3 separate regions of the Sus scrofa genome follow, and regions 1 and 3 are each linked to region 2. A link is a contact called in public Hi-C data. All regions are on one chromosome and are shown on one strand. Each heading gives the region's core, a stretch centred on a gene start, on an enhancer-like site or on the middle of the called end of the contact. The rest is flanking DNA. Distances are from core to core; before and after follow the strand shown. Region 1 holds the start of CLNS1A (methylosome subunit pICln). Region 2 holds the start of AAMDC (mth938 domain-containing protein). Region 3 holds the start of NDUFC2 (NADH dehydrogenase (ubiquinone) 1, subcomplex unknown, 2, 14.5kDa).

Evidence for each region. A called contact is a pair of places that touch in the nucleus more often than the background predicts.
Region 1: a contact with region 2 is called in a Hi-C map of liver, with 10 times the contacts expected there. The contact joins the promoter of CLNS1A here to the promoter of AAMDC in region 2. A contact is called at or near these places in 1 of 5 promoter capture datasets (liver), 10 of 47 Hi-C or Micro-C datasets (embryonic fibroblasts, heart right ventricle, liver and 4 more) and 1 of 2 datasets of contacts at active chromatin or transcription factors (alveolar macrophages).
Region 3: a Hi-C map of subcutaneous adipose tissue shows a contact between it and region 2, with 1.7 times the contacts expected there. The contact joins the promoter of NDUFC2 here to the promoter of AAMDC in region 2. A contact is called at or near these places in 1 of 5 promoter capture datasets (liver) and 2 of 47 Hi-C or Micro-C datasets (heart right ventricle and subcutaneous adipose tissue).

What each region holds. Positions count from the first base shown.
Region 1 is chr9:12,112,401-12,116,956 of Sscrofa11.1, forward strand. It overlaps CLNS1A (methylosome subunit pICln), which reads right to left and starts at 1,268. Exons shown (of 7, transcript XM_003482570.4): 1 at 1,051-1,268. The coding sequence starts at 1,175.
Region 2 is chr9:12,276,727-12,281,474 of Sscrofa11.1, forward strand. It overlaps AAMDC (mth938 domain-containing protein), which reads left to right and starts at 1,801. Exons shown (of 4, transcript XM_005667169.3): 1 at 1,801-1,921. It overlaps RSF1 (remodeling and spacing factor 1), which reads right to left and starts at 1,394. Exons shown (of 20, transcript NM_001142834.2): 1 at 1,385-1,394; 2 at 1,197-1,382. The coding sequence starts at 1,382.
Region 3 is chr9:12,489,530-12,494,142 of Sscrofa11.1, forward strand. It overlaps NDUFC2 (NADH dehydrogenase (ubiquinone) 1, subcomplex unknown, 2, 14.5kDa), which reads right to left and starts at 2,978. Exons shown (of 3, transcript NM_001244743.1): 1 at 2,689-2,978. The coding sequence starts at 2,863.

The sequences.
Region 1 (4,556 bases), core at 18-2,517, 160 kb before region 2:
GCGAGGGATCAAACCGGCATCCTCATGGATACTCATCTTGGGTTACTGCTGAGTCCCAGGGGGAACTCCCATGTGAGCTCTTATAACCAGAAAATTCTCCCTGGCTGTAAACAGCAGAAACAAACGTCAGAGAGATTTGAAGGACAGGGAGAAAACAATGTGCCATTGTTGGCTTGAAGATGAATGAACCGGAGTTCCCTTTGTGGCACAGCGGAAAGGAATCCAACTAGGAGCCATGAGGATGCGAGTTTGATCCCTGGCTTCACTCAGTGGGTGGGGGATCCGGTGCTGCCTTGAGCTGCGCTGTAGGTCGCAGACACCGGCTTGGATCCCACGTTGCTGTGGCTGTGGTGTAGGCTGACAGCTGTAGCTCCAATTGGACCCCTAGCCTGGGAACTTCCATATGCCCTGGGTGAGGCCCTAAAAAAAAAAAAAAGAATGAACTATGTCCTGGAAATAGGTACCTCTATTCTGCCACCTCGATATTTAAGACATATCTATGTGACAATGAAAGTACATAGTGTTCCGGGTACTCAAATAAAAAGGCGATTCCTTCCAGGAATGACAATGAGAGCAAGGTCCCTCTGGATATAACCCAGCCTCCCTGAAACGGAGGATGTTCCTCTTCCCACCCACACCTACAGAAAGAAACCTATACGCCTTACCCAAACTCTCAAAACCCTGCACAGTCTGCCCTAAACCTACAAGCCTGCCCAGGGCAACAGCTCTCACGCCTGCTCCTCGCAGGAGGCAGGCACATGGATGACTCTAACTCAGGGCCTGGAAACTCAACATTTTAAAACGACACCCTTGAGGGAGAGCCACACTCTTATCGGACCGCGGGGGAAAAGCGTAATTAAAGAGGAGAGCCCTGCCTGAGGAAGAGAGAAGAGGCGGCACCGAGGACAGGACACTGGAACAATCGAGTCTTCCTCTCAGCAGCCCGCCCCGCAGCCCCCGAGGCGGTGGTCTCGCCGCCGATCGTCCCTAAGGCCGGCGCCCGGGGGAGGCGGCGCGCAGGCCGCCCGCACTAGGGAACAGGGACCCTACCTCTCCGCGATGTAAAGGGTGCCAGTGCCCAAGCCCTTCCCGTTCAGCACAGCCTCCGTATTTGGCTGCTGCTGCCGGAGCCCCTCAGCCGACCCAGGCGGCGGGAAACTCCTGAGGAAGCTCATTGCAGCAGGGAGCTCACAGACACAGGCCGCCAGCGAGCCGAAGCACCACAAACCCCGCTCGCGGCGTCCCGCCCCGGAAACGGCCGCGATGACCCCGGAAGAGCTACTTAGCCGCCCCGGAATTTAACCCTGTCTGCCATAGAGACGAGCTGTTCTAGGGCAAGATCTCGGAGGCCAGAGAGGCCCCGGTGTGTCGCAGTGACGCCGTTTCCCGTCACCCTCCTTTTTCTGAAGCCCCAAGCTTGGAATGACAGAGCGTTCTCAACGGCATCCTAGGTCAGGGTCATCACTGTAACCCTGGGAGAGAGGAGGCGCAGGAATAATAAATTCCTTTTTCTACAAAAGGGGAGACGGAGGCGTGAGATAGGGAGTCCATACCTGAAGATGCATAGAAAGTAGAGGCCACACTGATTTACAGGTCAACGGTCTCCTAACTGGATTCCGCTTTTTCACCGCGCCTGCTTGCGTCATCTCAGCCTGTGCAGGCCTCAACTTAAGAGTTATGCCCTAGGTATTCGTCTAGGTCCTGACACTGCCCTAGTGCATAAGCCACGTATCCCCGGGTCTATAACTATTAGGGATATGGAAATCAAAACTACAGCGAGATTCAGTCCCTGGCCTCGCATAGTGGGTTAAGGATCCCGCGTTGCCGTGAGCTGTGGTGTAGGCCGGCAGCAGCAGCTGGGATTCCACCCCTAGCCTGGAACTTACATATGCCGGGAGAGCGCCCCCCCAAAGAAAAAACTCCAATGAGGTATCCACCCACACCTAAAAAAAGTCTACAAATAACAAATGCTTAGAGGGTGTGGAGAAAAGGGATCCCTCTTACACTGTTGGTAGGAATGTAAGTTAATGCAACTGCTGTGGAAAACAGTATTGAGGTTCCTCAGAAAACTAAAAATAGAATTACGGTATGATCCAGTAATCCCACTCCTGGGCATGTACCATGACAAAACAATGATTCAAAGTGATACATGCACCCAGTGTTGATTGAAGCACTACTCAAAGTAGCTAAAACTTGAAGAAAAAAAGAGAAAAACATAAATGGCCATTGACAGATGAATGAATTAAGAAGATACAGTAAATATGTACAATGGAATACCACTCAGCCATAAAAAGGAATGAAATAATGCCATTTTCACCAACATGGGTGCAACTAGAGATTATCATACTAAGTAAAGTAAGTCAGATAGAGAAAGACAAATACCATATATCACTTATATGTGGAATCTAAAATATGGCACAGGAGTTCCTGTTGTGGCTAAGCAGTAACAAACCTGACTAGTATCCATGAGGATGCAGTTCAATCCCTGGCCTTCCTCAGTGGGCTAAGGGTCTGGTATTGCTGTGAGCTGCGTTGTAGGTCACAGATGCAGCTCGGATCTGGCGTTGCTGTGGCTATGGTGTAGGTCAGCGATTGCAGCTCTGATTCAACCCTTACCCTGGGAACTTCCATATGCCTCCAGTGTGGCCCTAAAATGAAAGAAAAAATTTTTTAAAAGAAAACACATAAGAAGGTTGAATTGCCCAAGGTCCATAGTAACTAAGTGACAGAGCGTGACTTAGAACCTGAGCAGTAGGGCAGCACAGCCAACACCCTTTCAACCACTACACATGATGGGGCTGGAAAGTAGGCCAGGTCAGTCTGGAAAGGGCTGTGTACAGAAGAGCCTTGACATTCATACATAACTTGCCACAAATTATCCCTCAGTCTGTAACATTTTGCTAAGATAGGCAGTGAGGTGATGAATGAGCCCAGCGACTGCCCTGCACTGACACTCAGCTTTGCCTCTTATCATGAGTTAGTTTTCCTTTCCACTGTCACAAAACCATACTTCAGGAGTTCCCACTGTGGTGGAACAGGACTGGCGGTATCTCTGGAGTGCTGGGACACAGGTTTGATTCCTGGCCTGGAACAGTGGATTAAGGATCCAGTGTTGCTACAGTTGCGGGACCTGGCCCAGGAACTTCCCATGCTGCAGGTGCAGCCAAAAAAAAAAAAAAAAAAAAAAAGAAAAAAAAAAAGAAAAGAAAAAGAGAAAAAGACTTACTACTCTTGTCAAGAAGTCAATATTCCCTCAAATGATTAGCAGATTAATATGAACCCTATCAAAATTCCAATTATCTTTTTGACAAAAATTGACATGCTGAAGCTAAAATTCATATGAAAATTCAAGGTACCTAGAAAAGTAAAAATAATACTTAAAAAAAAAAGAGCCAAATTGGAGGACTCACTTCCTGATTTCAAAATTTATTACAGGGGTTCCCATTGTGGCACAGCAAAAACGAATCCGACTAGTATCCATGAGGTTGAGGGTTCCATCCCTGACCTCGCTCAGTGGGCTAAGGATCCGGCGTTGCTGTGGCTGTGGTGTAGGCCAGCAGCTGTAGTTCCGATTCAACCCCTAGCCTGGGAATTTCCATATGCCATGGGTGCAGCCCTTAAAAAAAAAAAAAAAACTTATTACAAAACTACAATAATCAAGATTGCGTACTTCTGGCACAAGGATAAACATATAAATCAGTGGAGTTGAACTGAGAATCCAGTAGTAAATTCAGACATTTTTGGTCAAAAAAGTTTTGACAAGGATTCCAAGATAATTCAGCGGGGGAAAGAATAGTCTTTTCAATAAATGGTGCTAGTACAACTGGATAGCCACATGCAAAAGAATGAATTTTTCTTTTTTTTGGCCAAGCCTGCAGCCTAGAAACAAATGTTCCCAGGGCCGGGAATTGAACCTATGCTACAGTAGTGACCCAAGTGACAATGCTGGATCCTTAACCTGCTGTACCACAAGAAAACTCCAAAAGAATGGATTTTTATCTCATATCATACATGAAAATAACTCAGAATGAATCAAAGACCTCAACATAAAAATAAACTTATAAAACTTTTAGACAGAAACATAAAACATAAATATTTGTAACATTGCATTAGGTAATGGTATCTTAATAAGATATTTAAAGCATGAGCAAACAAAGAAAATAAAACAGAAAAATCAGATGTCATCAAGATTGAAAACCTAGATGTGTCAGAGGACACCCTAAAGAAAGTAAAAAATAACCAGCAGAATTGGAGAAAATATTTGCAAATAATATTTTTGGTAAGGGTCTGGTTCCCAGAATACATATTAAGGACACTTACAACTCAACAATTAAAAGGCAGATAACCCAACTTTAAAATGGGCAAATGATTTAAATAGATGTTCCTGAAAGCAAGATATACAACTGGCAGTAAGTACATGAAAAGATGTTCAGCATCATTAATCATCAGGGAAATGCAAATTGAAACCACAATGAAAAACCACTTCATATGCACTAGAGTAGCTATATTAAAAAAGATTGACCATAAGTGTTATTGATGTGGATAAGTCAGAAGCT
Region 2 (4,748 bases), core at 551-3,050:
CTTCTCTGAGGGAAGAAATGTGCCAGAAAAAGGGAGGCATGGATCGAGAATAAACAGGGAATACGTGTAAGCGCTCAGTGAGGGTTGCAGGCAGCAGGCGCTGCGCGGAGATGCTCCAGCGAGAGACCCAGCAGCAGCAGCAGCAGCAGCAGCAGCAGGAAGTTTCAATGGGGCCGGGCAGAGCATGCGCCCTGCACCGCGCGGTGGCCTTATGTGGAAGGAGCACCACTTGCGAACACCAATAATAGACCAGCGGCACCAGAGAGAGAAACATGAGCAACAAGCACCTTCTTCAACTGTTTTCCCCTCCGTCTGAGCCCCTCCTCCAGCCTACACACTAACCACTCCACCCCACCCTGCAAATGAGAGGGCGACTTCTTCTTCCCCTAAGCCCTACTGCCAAGACGAAGGGGGAAGGACTGGAAAAGTCGGGAGATGCTTTTCTATTATTTGTGGGAAGGTGGGGAGGAGGAGGAAAACTATGGGGGGGGGATTAACCCTCTACCCTCCAAAGTGGAGAAGCTGAACCGACTTCACCTCCCCCTCCAAAACAAGAATGGAGAAGGACCCCCTCATCAGGAGGAGGAGCAAACCTCCGACAGGAGTTTCAGGGGTTAAACCGGCCCTGGAGGAGAAGGGAAGAGAGACCAAGCCGACTCTCTCGGGGAGTTCCCACTAGAGGAGGGAGAGATGAAGTGTCCGCTGGCCCCGCCCACCCAGGTGAGGGAGAGAAAGGGGCGCCCCGAGAAGATGAGCCCAGCCTCCCCCGAGATGGTCGGAGGATGTGGGAGGAGGGGAGGGAGTGAGGGAGGGGTGGAGGAGAAAGCGCAAAGCTGGCCGGAACCTGCCCTCGCCTTCCCCCGCCACCGAGAAGGAGTAGGGGTGGGGGCCGGCCCCCGCCGCGGGATACCAGTCCCAGGGGCGACCGACCAGCACAATGACCCTTCCCCGCCCCCAGCCCAGACCTGACCCGCCAAGCCCCCACCGTCCCTGGGCGCCGGGCGGAGTGGCCCTAGGGGCCTCCGCCCCGCCTCCCCACTGCCCAAGACCCCCCGGGCTGGGCGGAGAAGACTGGCCAGGCGGAACTGCGCCCCCGCCGGAGGACAGAGCCGCGGAGGCCCGGGGTGTCGGCGAAGAACGAAGAGAAGGAGTGTGCCAGGGCCGCTTCCCGCCGGGCTTTCGGGCCCCTCGCTTACCTTCTCCGTTGCCGACGTCCGGCGAAGGAGCTTGCAGCACCCGCTCCAGCTCGGGGAACGGCAACTCGGGCAGGTCGAGCAGCGGCCCGTAGCGCTCCAAGAAAGAGCAGACTACGGCGAAGTTGGGGCACGAACCCGGGCAGCCCGGAGGAGCCATCGCCGCCGCCGCTGCCGCCGCCGCCGCCATTTGAACTGGAGATGGAGGAGGAGGAGGCGATGGAGGGGTGGGGGGAGTTGGGGTGCCGAGGAATAGCAGGGCAATCTTACAGGCGACAGGAGGCGCTAGCAAGTGGGCGCCCCTGCGGATCCGAGCGTCTCAGGCACGGCGCCGCGATCCCACAATACAACAGCGGCCCGGAGCAGTCGAGAACCGAGTCAGACGGAGGAAAGAGAGGCGCTCCGTGCCTTTCACTTTCCGCCCTCTTTCCGCACCCCCACCCCCTTCTCCACTCCTCCCACCTCGGGTTTGCACTGCCTCGGTGTGACAGGAGGAATGAAAACAAGGGCTGCAGGGCAGGGAGGCGGGCTGGAAGCTGGGAGGCGGGACTTTGTAGGAACGGTGACCAATAAACCTGAAGGGGGCGGAGCTTCGCGCGTCGACTGGCCGAAAGGCTTTTTCAGGGCGGGCGAAGGGGAGGAGCGTTTAGATGCGACAGCCTGAACGTAGGTGAGAGGTAAAGCACGGAGCGGTTTGAGAGTGCGGCTCCTTGGAGAGAGGGCGTTGGGTAAGTTTTGGGGGCGCTCCTCGACCTGAAACTGGGCTACTGGTTAGTAGGGGAAGTTGAAGGGAGTGAATAAGAGGACACTTGGGGAAAAAGCACGATTATGAGAAAAAAATAGGAGAAGGGAAATGTATTAATTAATTATGTTGGGATGGGACCTTTTATGAAGAAGTCTCAGCGAAAATTTGCTGAGGGATACTGCTGAAGTACAAGAACCGCACCTGTGCTGGAAAAGCAGGGCCTGAAGACTCTGGAGGACGACGGCCTGATGCACCGGGGCTCTGCTGGGATCGTCACCCTGAGGAGTTGTGGTCCTGATAGGAAACCAGGATCTAAAGGGACCATGCCCTTCACGGGAACCAAGGCTTGAGATGACAGGGCCCTCCTGCGGTTGTCTGGGTGGGGGTGGGGGACTTTGTTGAGGTGCGAAGATCTGGGAAACTAGGCGCTGCAGGGGACCAGAATCAGAGGTGGGCTACACCTGCCCTGAGGGCGGACTTGGTAGGAGACTTGGTCCAGCTGGGTTGCAAGGACAAAAAGCAAGACTTGAGCCCTAATAGAATGGCTTCAGGACGTGGCAGATTTTTCATTTCTTTAAACTTCGGTGAAGTGGGAGTGGTTATAGTACCTATATCATAGGATTTTACTAGATAATTCACAGTACACTGATTAGCACAATGCCCTGGCACATTGTAAATTCTTAAAAAATATTAGTTGCTATTATATTAGAAGAAAAGAGTTCCTAAAATTTAGATTGAATTAAGCAATATGCAATTTATACAGTTCATTACTTTGAGCCAAAAGTTTCTGTGTGCATTTTAAGGTTATATAGTTTCTACTTACTAAAAAGAATTTTACAAACAAGGTATAATGTAAACTATGTAAAACAGAATAATAATTAAAGGAAAGTAAAGAAATATATAGGCAATCGATTATGTTGAGAACAGAGAAAATGATCACCACAATTAAACATTGAATTTTGTTCTGAATTTCTAGGTAAAAAGGAGAAAAACCATAATGGTCTGTGTCATATTAATTAGCTAAAGAAACAACAAGACTCCTTTATCAAGAGGAAAAAATTCTGGAGTTCCCTCTGTGGCATGGTGGGTTTAATGATCCTCCTTGTCTCTGTGGAGCTGCCAGTTCGATTCCAGCCCAGTGCAGTGGATTCTGGATCTGGTGTTGCTACAGCTGTGGCACAGGTCACAGCTCCAGCTCAGATTTGACTCCTGGCCCCAGGAACATCCATATGCTGCAGATGGGACCAAAAAGAAAAAAAAAAAAAAAAAAGAGAGAGAGAGAGAAAAAATTCTATGTTGTAAGCAAAATTTATTACCTGGAATACTGATTTCTAATACACAAATCCTTTTTAAAGGAAAAAAATGTTCTTTTGAACTTTAGAAAGACCCTTGAAAATTCCAGTTAAAGAAGTGCTGATGAGGAGTTCCCTTGGTGGCACAGTGGTTCACAAATCCAACTAGGAACCATGAGGTTTCGGGTTTGATCCCTGGCCTTGCTCAGTGGGTTAAGGATCCGGCGTTGCCGTGAGCTGTGGTGTAGGTTGCAGACACAGCTCGGATCCCGCGTTGCTGTTGCTCTAGCATAGGCCGGCAGCTATGGCTCTGATTCAACCCCTAGCCTGGGAACCTCCATGTGCCGTGAGAGCAGCTCAAGAAATGGCAAAAAAGACAAAAAAAAAAAAAAGAAGTACTGATGAAATAAAAATCTACACATCAGTATGAATGTACTTCATGCCATTGAACTATACACTTTGAAATGATTAAAATGAAGAGTTCTGGAAGTTCCCATTGTGGCTCAGTGGCAATGAGCCTGACAGTAGGATGCTGGTTTGATCCCTGGCCTCACTCAGTAGATTAAAGATCTGGCGTTGCTGTGGTGTAGCTCGCAGACTCGGCTCAGATCCGAAGTTGCTGTGGCTGTGGTGTAGGCCAGCAGCTGTAGCTCCAATTCAACCCCCAGCCCAGGAACTATTATATGCCACAGGTGTGGCCCTAAAGAAAGCATAAAAATAAATAAAAATTTAAAAATAAAATGAGGAGTTCCCTAGTGGCCTGGCAGTTAAAGGATCTGGTGTCATTGCTGTGGCAGGGTTCAGTCCCTGGCCTGGGAACTTCCACATGCCACAGTCGCAGCAAAAAAAAAAAAAGGTTAAAATAGTACATTTCATGTTATGTATATTTTGCCACAATAAAAAAGTAAAAAGTAAAAGAAAAAAAGTCTTACTTTAGGAAAATATCTATGGTGATGAATTATCATAGCAAAAAAGTTTTAATTTAATATGTGGTAAAATATCATTTTAAGCAACACTGAAATGAAATACAGAACTAAACTAAAACATATATTGTACAACACAGGGAATATAGCCCATATTTCATAATAACTATAAATGTAGTTTAACCTTTATTCTTATTTATTTTTTTCTGACTGCACCTGCAGCATATGGAATTCCAAGGCCAGGGATCAGATCTAAGCCACTGCTTCACTTATATCACAGCTATAGCAATACCAGATCCTTTTTTTTTTTCCACTTATAATGATTTTTATTTTTTTCATTATAGCTGGTTTATAGTATTCTGTCAGTTTCCTACTGTACAAGGTGACCCAGTTACACATACATGTATACATTCCTTTTTCTCACATTATCATGATCCAGCATAAGTACTAGACATAGTTCCCAGTGCTATACAGCAGGATCTCATTGCTTAACCAATAGCAACACCAGATCTTAACCCACTATGTCAGCTGGGGATAGAACTGGTGTCGCCACAGAGACAACACCATTGTGCCATAGCAGGAACTGCAGTAGATC
Region 3 (4,613 bases), core at 1,728-4,227, 210 kb after region 2:
CAGAAGCTGTGGCTCCGACTGATTCTCGGAACCTCCATATGCCACGCGTGTGGCCCCAGAAACCAAAAAAAAAAAAATCAGCCTACTGGAGTTCTTTTGTGGCGAAGTGGGTTAAGGATCCAACATTGTCACTGCAGTGGTTTGGGTCACTGCTGCGGGGCAGGTTCCTGGCCCAGGAGTTTCCACTATACTTTAATTTAAAAAAAATCCAACTGAAAAAAGTTTGTTTAGTATTGCTGGGTATGGTGTGCATATCAGGAGTATCAGAAGATGAAGGTGGAAGACCTACACCACAGCTCACAGCAACACCAGATCCTTAACCCACTGAGTGAGGCCAGGGATCAAACCTTCATCCTCATGGACGCTAGTCATGCTGAGCCATGGTGGGAACTCCTAAATCCTGTCAATTCTATCTTATAAATACTTCCTTTCCTCACTTGAGGGAATTTATGCTCAGCTACACTAACTGGTCTCCTTTTATCTCATTTTCCACTCCACACTGATCCCAGCTTTTACCGTTTTTAAGAGGAATTTTTTTTTTGTCACCACAGCTCACGGCAGCGCCAGATCCTTAACCCACTGAGCAAGGCCAGGGATCGAACCCGCAACCTCAAGGTTCCTAGTCGGATTCGTTAACCACTGAGCCACGACGGGAACTCCAAGAGGAATTTTTACTAAAATACAAACCTAGCCTGTCAGCCTCTTCTTCAGTTATGGCCATCAGGATCCTAAATTCCTGTATACAACCTCCTAGGCCTAGAAACCGCTGCATGCCATGGGCATGGCCAAAACAAACAAACCAATGAGGTGAGATTAAGTGGCACATACTTCAAGTTTAGCCAACCCTTTCTTCCTCTGGAACAGTATCTCTCCAATCTGCTTTCTTCCAAAGCACACTCTGCCCACCCACTTCTATTAGAACACTGTGTGTCACACCTAGATCCACACCTGTTTATCCGATATATCCAATGTGTAATACTGCCTGGCACAGAGAAAGCTCAATAAAGGCTGAACAACTATATGGTACATCATTTGCGTAACGAGAGCTAAGGAAAGGGAAACTTGTTTAGCACCTTCTGTGTGCCAGGTCATTTACCTACAGAATTTCCCATAATTCTCTCCACACAAACAAAATGCAAAGAAGAATTATCCTTATTTTACAGATGAGGAAACTGGCTCAGACCAAGCAACTTGCCCAAGGTGACAGTGGAGCAAGGTCATTTAGTTTCAAAGTGGACCTCTTTCCATGACACCAAGCAACAGGCTTGGGCAAGTATGGAGTGGTGATACATCCAGCACAGATGGAATTTCAAGTCTATGTGAGCACCAGAAATGCTGATATGGTGGGCTTACAGACAGCTGGAAGGCAAAAGAGGCAAAAGCGGGGTGATTCCTGGTTGCTTGAACCACTGTATAAGCTTTCTTCCTAAATGGGCTCCTTTGACTCCAATCAGTTCCTGACAAAGCTGACCTTTTATTTATGCTTTTTTTTTAGGGGTGCACCTGTGGCATATGGAAGTTCCCATGCTAGGGGTCGAATTGGAGCTGGAGCCACAGCCACAGCAACTTGGGATCTGAGCCAAGTCTGTGACCTACCCCCACAGCTCACAGCAATGCCAGATCCCTGGCCCACTGAGAGGAATCAAATCCGCATCTTCATGGATACTAGTCAGATTCATTTCCGCTGCATCACAACGGGAACTCCCAAGCTGACCTTTTAAAACACATGTCTGATGCCTGCACTTTCCCTCACAGCTCTCAAAAGCATGTAAGGTTCCTGTATGCCTAGAGAACAAACTGCCATGATCTACCTAAATCTTTGTTGCCTTATCACCCTACTCACTCATCTTCCCCTCATTCACTCCCACTGGCCTCTCATGGGCCTGGAAGGCTCTAAGTATCTGTCAAAATAAATATCAAAGCTGAGTTCAAAGACACCTTCTACAGTTTCCCTCTTTTCTCTTCTGCAGCCCTTAGTACAGCTACTGTGTTACCTACTACCAGTGTTGATCTCTGGCAGGTGGCCACTGACCTATAGGAAATACAACCCAGTGGTTTAGAGCCTCCTACTCTATGTGAGGTCTCCAGACCAGCAGCATCTGAGAGAATGTGAACATCAAAACTGTCGCCAGATCTAAGGAATCTGAATCCGCATTTGAACAAGACCCCCAAGTTATCAGTATGCACACTAAATCTGAGAAGTGTTGGTTCTGAATAGAGACTCTGAGGTTTGAAAACAGAACGCGCCACATGACCTTGGGCAAGCTGCTTTAACCCCTCTCAGGCTCTGTTTCCCCACTGTGGATAATCCCCCCTCCCCCAAGGTGTTGGAAGACTAAATGCTATAATGCACGCAGTGTTAGTAGTGCACTGCACAGACTGATCACCCATTTTTGCACACCCCACAGCGCAGAGAGGGGAGCAGGGAGTTCACACCTGGTCCTTACAGACTCACTGTGAGGTCGTGGTTTGCATTGCACCCTCGGTTGGACCTGAAGTGCAATGACGCTCTAGTCGGGCCCGATGCTGAGGAGCTGAGCGGGCACGCAAACCTCAGGAAGGCGAGGCGGGGCCTTTTAGGCGAAAGGCCCTGAAAAGCGAAGGCACCTCGCGCAGCCTGAGGTGGAGCCGGCCCTGAGCCCCGCGACCCCCACTCCTCCCATCCGATCCAGCCCGCGCAGCCCTCACCGGCCGACACCACTGGCCTCCGCCGGATCGCGTTATCAATCAGGCCGGAGCAGTAGCCCAAGAAGCCCATGTAGACGAGCCGCGGGTCGGTTAGCTTGGGCGGCGGCAGGCTCCGGGCCTCATTCGGAAGGAACTGTAAGGGCACTCGGCCCGGCCGTCCGCTCATCATGGTCATGCCGTTCCCACTTGAGGCCTGGTTTCAGGCCGCCAACTACAAAGAAAAGCACCACGACCACTGCAGGAGCCCAAGCCACAAGCCTTCTCCTCCGAGCGCGGGGCTGAAGGGCATCGCGCAGGGCGGTGCGGCGCCCAAACGCTTCCCCGTGCGCGCTGCTACCGGAGCCGCGGAAGCGAGGTTCCGGGCTACTAAGTGGCCCACACTGTTCGCCTGACTCCCGGCGCTGACTCCACTGGTGGAGTTTTGGAGGCTTGGTTCCTGGGGTCGAGATGCCAAGCAAAACGAGCCCCCCCCACACCCCTTTTCTCTCTCTCTCTCTCAACCTCCCAATCGCAATTGCCTCTCCTTCCCCGAATGTTCCTTCAGCAAGAATTTATTTTTGCATATGACATTAACAAATGCGTTTGATGGTTAGTTTTAAGAAACGTAATTAATTACATTTTTATAAAAGCTAGTTTTCACTTTTTGGGTTTCCCATCGTTCATTCGCACAGACACACCTTTCAAAATCTAAAATTAACGTCCAGTCAGCCATAAAGAATTCACAGAAGTCAAGACTGGGTCATGTAGCCAAAATCGAAATTTAGCCTGGGTCTTCAGGTCCTTGCCCGTGGCTGGGAGACGAGCTATTTCCTAAAGGTTTGAGGAGTGAAAAAAAAAAAAAAAAAAGAAGGAATCCATAACAATCTGTCAAGTAATTGTCCAGTCTCCACTAGCCCGCCTCCAATACTGAAGCACTCAGATCTCTGAATAGCTCTCTGTCTAGACAGCGTTTCCTAACAAGGAGCTAAAATGTCTTTTCTTGTCTATTCTTTAGCGGGATCAACATTTTATCTAGAGAAATATTCGTTAAACCAGAGGTTCATGCAAAGTTATATGCATCAGGTATTGACCTTCAAAGTGGAAGAATATATCAATTAATAAAAGATGGGTCTTTTATGCCTACAAAAAGCACTTCTAGATCTGTGTATATTTCAAGTTAGGGTTTTCTAAAGGAATGTATATTGGAACAGTTTTCTGGAAGGCAGCAAATGTTCCAGAGGTCAAAATTCGCTTTTTGACCCAGTAATTACATGTCTGAGGAGCTCTCTTGCGTAAATACTAGTATAATATACAAAAAGTTTTATTGTGCAATCTTTTTTTTTGGCATGCCTGCAGCATATGGAAGTTTCCAGGCCAGGGGCTGAATCTGGGCCACAGGGGTGACTGGGATTCCTAACCCACTGTACCACAAGAGAGATCCCTGCAGTCTTTTTTTTTTTTTTTAACTAAATGTTTCTTTTAAAATTATATCAAAAGAATGAAAACCACCAAAAATCTATTTCAGGATTATGCAAATTTTCCAGCACTAGATGAACCACTAGGCAAACACAAATATTCCAGTGAGGTTTACACATTTTTTTAGTATTTCTGCTGCTGAAGCGTGCACCTTCTGTTCATTTTTCTTTCTTTCTGTCTGTCTTTTTAGGGCTGCACCCCCGCCATATGGAGGTTCCCAGGCTACAGGTCATATTGGAGCGATAGCTGCTGGCCTATGCCACAGCCATGCCAGATCTGAGCCGTGTCTGCAACCTACACCACAGCTCATGGCAACACTGGATCCTTAACCCACTGAGCGAGGCCAGGGATTGAACCTGCATCCTCATGGATACTAGTCAGATTCATTTCCGCTGAGCCATGATGGGAACTCTTGTCCATTTTTTGATTGGGCTGTTTTATTGTTGAGTTGTATGAACTGTGTGTGTATT